Regions from separate parts of the Zea mays genome. Here region 2 is linked to region 1. The links are chromatin contacts, called in public Hi-C maps. All regions are on one chromosome and are shown on one strand. The core of a region is the stretch at or near the end of the contact, and the rest is flanking DNA. Distances in the headings are between cores, read along the strand shown.

Evidence for each region. A called contact is a pair of places that touch in the nucleus more often than the background predicts.
Region 2: a Hi-C map of tassel shows a contact between it and region 1, with 2.7 times the contacts expected there. The contact joins the promoter of LOC100501248 here to the promoter of LOC103626108 in region 1. A contact is called at or near these places in 2 of 25 Hi-C or Micro-C datasets (leaf and tassel).

What each region holds. Positions count from the first base shown.
Region 1 is chr5:23,752,583-23,756,855 of Zm-B73-REFERENCE-NAM-5.0, forward strand. It overlaps LOC103626108 (CDPK-related kinase 3), which reads left to right and starts at 1,743. Exons shown (of 11, transcript XM_008646484.3): 1 at 1,743-2,600; 2 at 4,030-4,160. The coding sequence starts at 1,962.
Region 2 is chr5:24,099,748-24,104,020 of Zm-B73-REFERENCE-NAM-5.0, forward strand. It overlaps LOC100501248, which reads left to right and starts at 2,195. Exons shown (of 1, transcript NM_001196020.2): 1 at 2,195-3,672. The coding sequence starts at 2,283. The coding sequence ends at 2,582. It overlaps LOC111589459 (small nucleolar RNA snoR77), which reads right to left and starts at 3,872; the gene lies at 3,738-3,872.

The sequences.
Region 1 (4,273 bases), core at 493-2,992:
AAATGAAAATCGTAAAAAAAAGCTAAAATTAAACCAACCTAGGTTACCCCGTTGGCATATCAAGTTTAGACCGGTAACCAAAGCCATGCCAAGTTCATCGTCATCTATCTTCACAAATCCTTTTGTCGTGGGTGGACGCTATGTGTTGGGTTATATGGTTTAGTAGAAACGATATTGGTGTTTGGATCATGTTCACTCAAAACCTATTTACAGGTACTTTACAGAGGGATTTATTGGTGCCGCTTTTCTGGGCACAACTGCAACAACATGAACTGGACAAGGCAATGGTGAATGATGTGTGCCGCACACTGGAGTCGGTGGTCATAGAGATCTTTGCCGGTTTCAGATGGCGGTTCACAAATCTTATCACTGTTTAATTTTTTGCGCTAGTTGTAGTTCTCATACTGCATGATGGTTGTGAGTCAGATTTCTTGTATGTAATAAGAGGTGCGGACCCTCTGTTGAGGTGAAGGTCGTTGATTCTTATTATATATCTAAAAAAAGATCAACACACAACATGCATAGATCCGAATTTGAATTGTGGTTGTTTCTTCCGTCTTTATTTTTACATCATAAACTTCACTAGTAGCTCTTCAGGGGCAACGACAAAATTGGTCCATGCACCGATGTAGACCGCTATACATTGTCAGGTTTAGTTTGAAAGAGATGGTGCCGCGTCCACGATATATAAAAACTCCATGGCCATCACTCTTGCTCCATGGCCATCACTCTTGCTTTTATGATCCAACTGGTTTTCGTGGTAATGCTATGAAGTTGATGCGAATCAATCACCTTAATGTAAAACTGGAAAGCCTATTACTACATACCCATTGGACGAATAATACACATAGAGGTATATTTGTGCGTAACTTCAATTAGTTTAGAGCATGATATAGAACAATATTGAGTTATTCTATGATTCATAAGACAACTATTAGATTCTATAGAGGAGCTACTGTCATCCACCAAAGGATGAATCTAGCTGAAAGTGTCATAAAATTTACCTACATTATCGATGCCACCTATGTTGGCGTATTCCCACGTGCTAGTGGCAGATCTAGGTTTGCTCGTCGTGGCGTTAGCGCATAACGGTCTATCCACAAAAAGGATAATGATTTGTCGGTATCAATCCGACAAAATAAAAGTTTGCTCGTCGTGGCATTAGCACGTAACGGTATGTCCACAAAAGAATAACGATTTGTCGGTATCGATCCGACAAAATACAAGGATGGTGACTTTCTTAAATCAAAATGCAAAGGTAAGTTATTAAAGCACACATTTTGATAAAAATGACAAACAATGGAATACCACCATCTATTACAAGACGAAACAAACAAACATCCACGCCATATATATTGTGCTATTATTAGGATTAAAGCTAGCAGACACTTGGAAATGTAGTCTATTTCTTTCAAATTTCAACGCCCGTAGGAGCGAGCATTTCCATATCTCAACCACGGGTCCACGGCCAAGTTCAAATTTCGACGGGATCGTGCCAAATACTCACCACAGAACACACGAAATGTTCAGGCCCTCGGACACCGCCATGTGGGCCGATTCCACTCAATTGAAAATGGCTCCACGCGTCATGCACTTCGACGGTTCGACGAGCCCCCTCGTCCCTTGTCTCCCGTCACGCGAGCCCCCCCGCACCCCCGGCCGCGCAGCCCACACGCGCAGGCGGCAGGCGCAGTCCGTCACCCTCAACGCGTCCAATGCGGGGTCTGCTGCTGCCGCAATTCATTTTTTCCCTCTTCAGTTCCCGTTTGGTTTCGTCACACCACCCTCCACTGCCTTCCTTCTCGTCGCCCCCTCGTCCACTGCATTAATACTGCCACTCCCCGCCCCCCGTTCCCCTCTCCTCGCACGCTTCCGGAGCTATAAATCTCGGCGCCCCCCGGCTACCGGACCCCGCATTCCCGTGCGCGAGCTCCGGTGATCGCCGGGACCGGCCGGCGGCCATGGGGCAGTGCTACGCGAGGAACGTGCACGGCGTCGACGCCGACGACGGCGGCGTGGGGGCGACCACCATCACGGTCTCGGCGGCGGGAGGGCCGGAGGATGCGGCGTCGGTAGGGGGAGGGGGAGGACGAGGAGGAGGGAGGCGGAGCGCGCGGCCGTCGCCGGCGGGGACGCCGCGCGGGGGCAGGGCCGGGGCCGGGGCGACGCCGGCGCGGTCGTCGGCGGCCGGCAGCCCCTGGGCGCCCGGGCTCCCCGATGGCATCGCGCCGTCGCCGGCGACCTCGGTGTCCACGCCGCGCCGATTCTTCCGCCGCCCGTTCCCGCCGCCGTCCCCGGCCAAGCACATCAAGGCGTCCCTCGCGCGCCGGCTCGGCCACCGGTCGCCGGCCTCCGCGTCGCAGGTGCCCATGCCGCCCGTCGAGGTCCCGATCCAGGAGCACGGGGCGGGAGGCGCCGGGGGTGGCGCTGGGCAGCGGGAGCTTGACAAGAGCTTCGGCTACGACCGCCAGTTCGCCGCCAAGTACGAGCTAGGGAAGGAGGTGGGCCGCGGCCATTTCGGACACACCTGCCTCGTGCGTGCCCGCAAGGGAGACATGAGAGGCCAGGTCCTGGCTGTCAAGGTCATCTCCAAAGCCAAGGTCTTGCTACTCGTGATCTCACACCACTCTTTTACTGAACGCGCGATCTTACCAGTTTCAATGGCCTCGGTTTCTCCAGCGGATCATGAACCAACTATGTGTGTGTTTGGGGGTGTAGAATTGCCGTCCTGTCTTGATCTTTTTAACTCTCGCTTAGTACACCATGGTTTGGTTGTTAGTTTCACAACAATAATCCAGTAACTCTGCATTGCCACTAGCACAGATGTTGCAATCATAAGTTCATCATTTGTTTCTTGGCTGCCTTGCACGGTGATCAGTTTTTTTTTTTTTTTTTTTTTTTTTGCCATGGTATTGGCATTTCCCCGCAGGGTTAGAAGTACATTGTAGAGATCCTGTTTCAGCAATGGCGCATTTAATGCTTTGCCTGTTTATATGATCTGAGTGTTCAGCTGTTCATCCATCTATCCCCTGTTCCTTGCTTTCTTGTTCTTTCTTTAAGCTATTATGGAATAGTAGCTTATGCAGTGTTAGATCAGTAGCTTGGCAGTGACTGAGTTCTTTGTGAGACCTCAGGGAACTCGTCAGTGGAGCTGGACTTCTGCAGCATCTCCATCATATTGTTGTTCACTGCCATGAGTTCTGTAGTCCCTTATGGCCTGTTTGTTTGGGATTATAATCTACTCAGATTATATAATCCAACTTATTTTGAACTAGCACTTAGTTCAAAATAAGTTAGATTATATAATCTAGGAGGATTATAATCCCAAACAAACACCCCCTTAGTCCATTCTGCATCATTTTGTTATATGATCATAAGTAGAAGAAAAGATAGCGAAAAGTGTAGGAAGTAAAGAAATGTCTCTTTTAGATTTTTTGGCGCCAAAGCTGAGAACATGTTGTTATTGGGAATTGCTTTCCACTGACATTATCCTGATTGTTGAACTGTTTAAATTTTGATCTCAGTTTTGCTTGGCATCTAAAATGTTTGTGAGCAAGTTGCCGAGAAAACCTAATATACTATAGGTGACACAACAAAATTCTACGTGCATGGCTGCATTGACGTTTTCATGCAATATTGTCGTTTTTGTGAGCGTTACGACAAAAATCAATTAATGACTATTTTGGTGTGCTGCAATTTTTGCTTGTGCTAGTGAAATTATTTGAGCAGGAGATGTATTTATTGAGTCCAATGTATTTCTTCCTTCTATATAGTTCTTTATTTGCATTGCATGCAATTTTATTACTTGTTACCACTACACACATACATGGTATATGCTTTTTGAGCGTAGAGCTAATAGATGCTCAAAGTTTTTTTTCCAATTAAGATTAAGGTTTCTCTTAGACAACCCATCAGTTAGCACTAGTTCACACTTCCTAGCTCAATGCACCAGGGGAAAAATATCTCTTGGCCTAGATTTCCTATTTTAATTTACAAAAGTCACCTCAATCCTTTGGTTTTCTCTTGCAGATGACAACAGCAATATCTATTGAGGATGTGCGCAGAGAGGTGAAAATTTTGAAGGCGTTATCTGGACATTCCAATCTTGTCAAGTTTTATGATGCTTGTGAGGATGCCCTTAATGTCTACATAATCATGGAGTATGTTTTCCCTCCTTGTCTTTGCATAATATTGATCTATGTAAAAAACTGTAAATGTTGCATGTGCTGTTTATCTTGAAACAGTATCTACCATAGTGCTCAAAATTCACATT
Region 2 (4,273 bases), core at 945-3,444, 350 kb after region 1:
TGGTATATGGTATTCTTCTCATAAAATTCAATATCCATGCAAGATTAATAGCACTAGTAAATTCGTAATATTGCGTAAAGGTAAATAATACTATAAAATTACCTCAATTTTCATAATGGTAAAAAAATGTCTTGACCCGTTTACGCCATCAACAATGCTTCTTGCAATTATAGTTTAATCATGAGTGCTTCTTTGCAATTTATAATTTCCGAAAAAACATTTCTTGTTGTTTCGGTCATCTTAGATGTAATTATCCATACATTTAGGAAAAAAAGCTGCATATACTTTTGAGAATAATAAAGTCCATTACTTCATGTAGGACTTCAATAATATGTAATGTTCTTTTTGGTAATGTGCTCCATGTCACATGCACAAAGTGCGACGTGTAATACTTCGTGTAAATGTCCAAGTATTCTAGGCCTTTCCATAATGTGCTTTAGGATTTACTTCTTGTAAATGTCCAAGTATTCTAGGCCTTCATTCATTTTCTTAAAATTTTTTTTGTTATGTGATACATCTATAGAATGAGGAAAATTACTTCTTGTAATTTCCTATTACACTATAGGGATAAACATAACAAATGTACAATAGTAATATAAATTCATAATTTGGATGCTCAAGAAAAAAATATAATAACATGCTAAATAAATAGTACAATATGCAAATGCATATATAGAAAATAATTCTGATCTCATTTCCTTTATATTGCATAAAAATATTTGTTACCATTTTCAGCATATTCATATATTTCATGAACTTTATCTATATGCCAAAAGTAAAAAAAAAGATAAATCATAGTGAAGCCTGTAGATTTCAGCCCAAAAAGGCCCATTCTAAGTCATTTTAGGGTTTACTAACCCTTCTCCTTTTTCTTTCTTCCTCCGGTCCCCTTTTTCGGTGGAGAGGACAGAGAGGTGGTGGCGGCGGCCTAGCCTGCTCGCTCGCCCTCCCATGGAGCAGCGGCGGCCTAGCCTGCTCGCTCGCCCTCCCATGGAGCAGCGGCGGCCGGGCCTGCCTGCGCACTTTCGCGTGGAGCAACGGCGGCGGCCGGGCTTGCCTGCTCACGCGCGGAGCGTCTGCAGCGGGCCCCCCGCCCGTGCTCGCCTACAGGGCAGCTGCGCGACCCGTGCTCACGCGTCTGCTTGTCGGGTGGTGGGGCGACGGAGGCCGCGCTACGGGGTTGCGAGGCGGCGTCGCCAGCGCGTCCGATCGTCGGAGCAGCATGGCTGGGGCGCCCGCGCTCCTGTTTGTCGAGGTCGCGTGGCGGCGGCGGCATGGCCTGCTCTCGCTCGCTTGCCTGCGCCCAGCGGCAGCTGCTCGGGCTCGCCCGCGGTGGCGGCACGGAGCCTGCGCGCTTGCCAGCGTCCAGCGGCAGCTGCTCGGGCTCGCCCGCGGCGGCGGCAGCGACGTGGCCTTTAGGTCGACTTGGCCCACATCTGCATGCAGATTACAGAACGGTGTCGCGGTAGTTTGGCCTGCTTCCAGCTGCGGTATCGCGGTGGCTGCTTCCTGCTCGCGGCAGCATGTCTTGAGTGCTTGCCTAGAGGCATTGTCGTAGCGGCTGTGGCCGCGTGCTCGAGCAGCACTTGGACGGGTGGCTTGCGACTTGCATATTGGAAACTTGGAGCAAAGAACAAGTAAAAATGCCGGCTGCGCACAGCCATGAGAGGATGAATTTGTGGTCATGGGACTTTAGATTTTTTAACTTTCTCTAGTACCTTTGCGAACTCTAGATTGCAAGAGCAATTGTGCTGATAACGTGTTAAGAACCCTTTGCTACCGAGTGTAGTCTAAAGACTTCTTAACTTATAAACATAGGAGACACAAAGATATATGGGACACTGTTATTCTCATTCATCTATTCTGCTCACTGGTTACAACAAATGGTAGTGTCCTCCTCTATATATAGTGCACAGTTAGGGTTTCGGCTAGATAGGCCACATGGGCCTTCGGGGCCAAACTGGTTTCTTAACAGTATTTACTACGCATCCATCCACAGTTCCACGCACGCCGACGCCGAGCACATGACACCCAAAGCTACGACCACCGGAAAACGGCAAGCTGACTATAACTGTATCGAGGAGGTAGCAGCTCGTGCAGACCAGAGGCCGACAGCAAACCCGTGAAGCCGAGAGTGAAGAAGGGGACAAGTCAGATTTGTCATTTGTCGCACCCCCCGTGACTCCAGGCCAATCTGATCTGCCTCAACGAGATATCTACGCTACGCTGCTATCTAGAGACAGCCGTGACGAGTTCCGGTCGAGCGAGGAGCAACCAACAACATGGCACTCTCGTTTAGGCTGGTCGCCGGCGTTCTTCTGGTCCTGGCATTAGCTCTGCTCTCTTCGAGCGCGGAGGAGAGGAGCGCCGGGCGCGCTGCCACTGTCAGCGCGATGGGCTCAGATCACGATCAGACGTCGGAAGCTCCGGTGCCGCCGTTGAGGCCTCTTGGGTCGAGGAAACCGGTGGCGGCTCCGCCACCGCCGAGGCCGGCACATCCACGGGCGAGTATAAGGCCATTTCCTCCACCTCGTCCGTCACAGCCGCAGCCGCAGCCGCCGCCGCCGCCACCACGCTCGTAGGTGTAGGCTGTGTACGTCTAGGCAGCCGGCAAGCTCTAGTCCTCTAGGTCTACAGACGTGAGAAAATGGTTTGTTGGCGTTGGCATCCCTCCAATTTCCTGTGAACCTGTTGTAGTGTTCCTCAGTTGTGAGTTTTCAACGAACTTTTGAAAGTTCTATGTCTCTGTCGGTTATGGTTCAGGTATTTGGGAGCTTTCAGCCCCAAAAACCATCGGTTGCGTATTTTAATATTTCCTTCTTGGCTGCTCAACATTTCTATGCCTTTCTTTTATCAGATGACCTGGCATTTGTCGGTTGTTTCCAAGATGCTAGTGCTACAAGCTCATGAACTTGCTCACCCGAATCACCAGAGGACCAGAACGCGTTGTATTGAATTTCTGACTGTGCAGTGAAGTGGCTGGAACGCCTCAAAGACCTCATTTTTTTTTGTATCGAACTCCGGATCCGTTGACCTGACCTGCCGTGGCATCCATGTGTTCGTTCAGATCTCAAGGGACCTCCTACCTGAGATTCCACCGACAAAACCCTGGGTCACCTACCTGAGTTTTAGTATAAATTCAGGTAACCAGATCACTCGGAGCAATCGTTCGCAGCCATCAATCACCATGAGACTGGTCAAGCTCCTTGCTGTCTTCGCCATCCTGGCTGTTCTGTTCGCCGTGACATGGCCCGTTGCTGTGCTAGGGAGGCTGGGTAGGGCGCCCCCGACGCCGAAATCTGGCCCCGTCAAGCACCATCGTCCACCACGGCTACAGCGCCCGCCGCCGCCGCCACCACCACCACGGCCGCACCATCGGCATGATGGTCTTCGTCGGCCACTGCCATATCCGGCACCACCACCGTGTCAACACTGATTGCTGCTATCGGATTCGATGATGGCACTCAAAATTTCAGTATTCGACGAGCAATGTAGCTTCCGTGTACTGCATTCATAGTTTCAGCATTCTTGATGCATTTGGTGTTACAAGAAATTAGTTTTTTTTGTACTCCGGGGGAAATACTACCAATGAGATTCATACGAATAACCGCACTGGATTTTCCAAATTGTCTTGATCTCAAAAATAATTTGACGTAATAAGAGACTCATCGGGAAAGAGGGTTGCAAAAGGGGGGTTTAATTGAAGAGCACAAGAAGGATTCAGAGACGAAGAAACAGATGTTCTTGAGAGTTACTAGACTGGCCTCAACGAGGGGAGATCTCCCCACTCAGCCGATCTGAAGAGCACAAGGTTTGTTCTGCGAGCAACGCAACACCTCCATTGCCATTGGAATCGGACAAAGGGGCTGCCTGAATCGTTGATGTTCTCTCCTTCGAGACGAGATTGAACTGATGCAAAAGGGGGACCGGGACGCAGAAAAAAAACGAAACAAAAAAAGAAAACGAGGATCCGGCAGCGAGTGGAATCGAGAGGAAAAATCACACGATCCCCATAGTGGCGACGCCGCGGTGCGGCTGAAGAGATGTTCACCTCGTACTCTCGCGCGGATTGCCTTTATAGGAGGGAGGAGAGGGGAAACCTAACCGGATGTTTCGCCGCAGGGGGGCATGGATCAGTGTAGCCCATTTTGAGCGTCAGGCCGCGCTGGGTTATCTTGTTCGGCCTAGTAAGGGGAGAATGTTTGGGGCAAAATTTGAGCCCATCTCCTAAAATTGCAGCGCAGAAGCGGCCAATAGCAATAATAAAAAAATA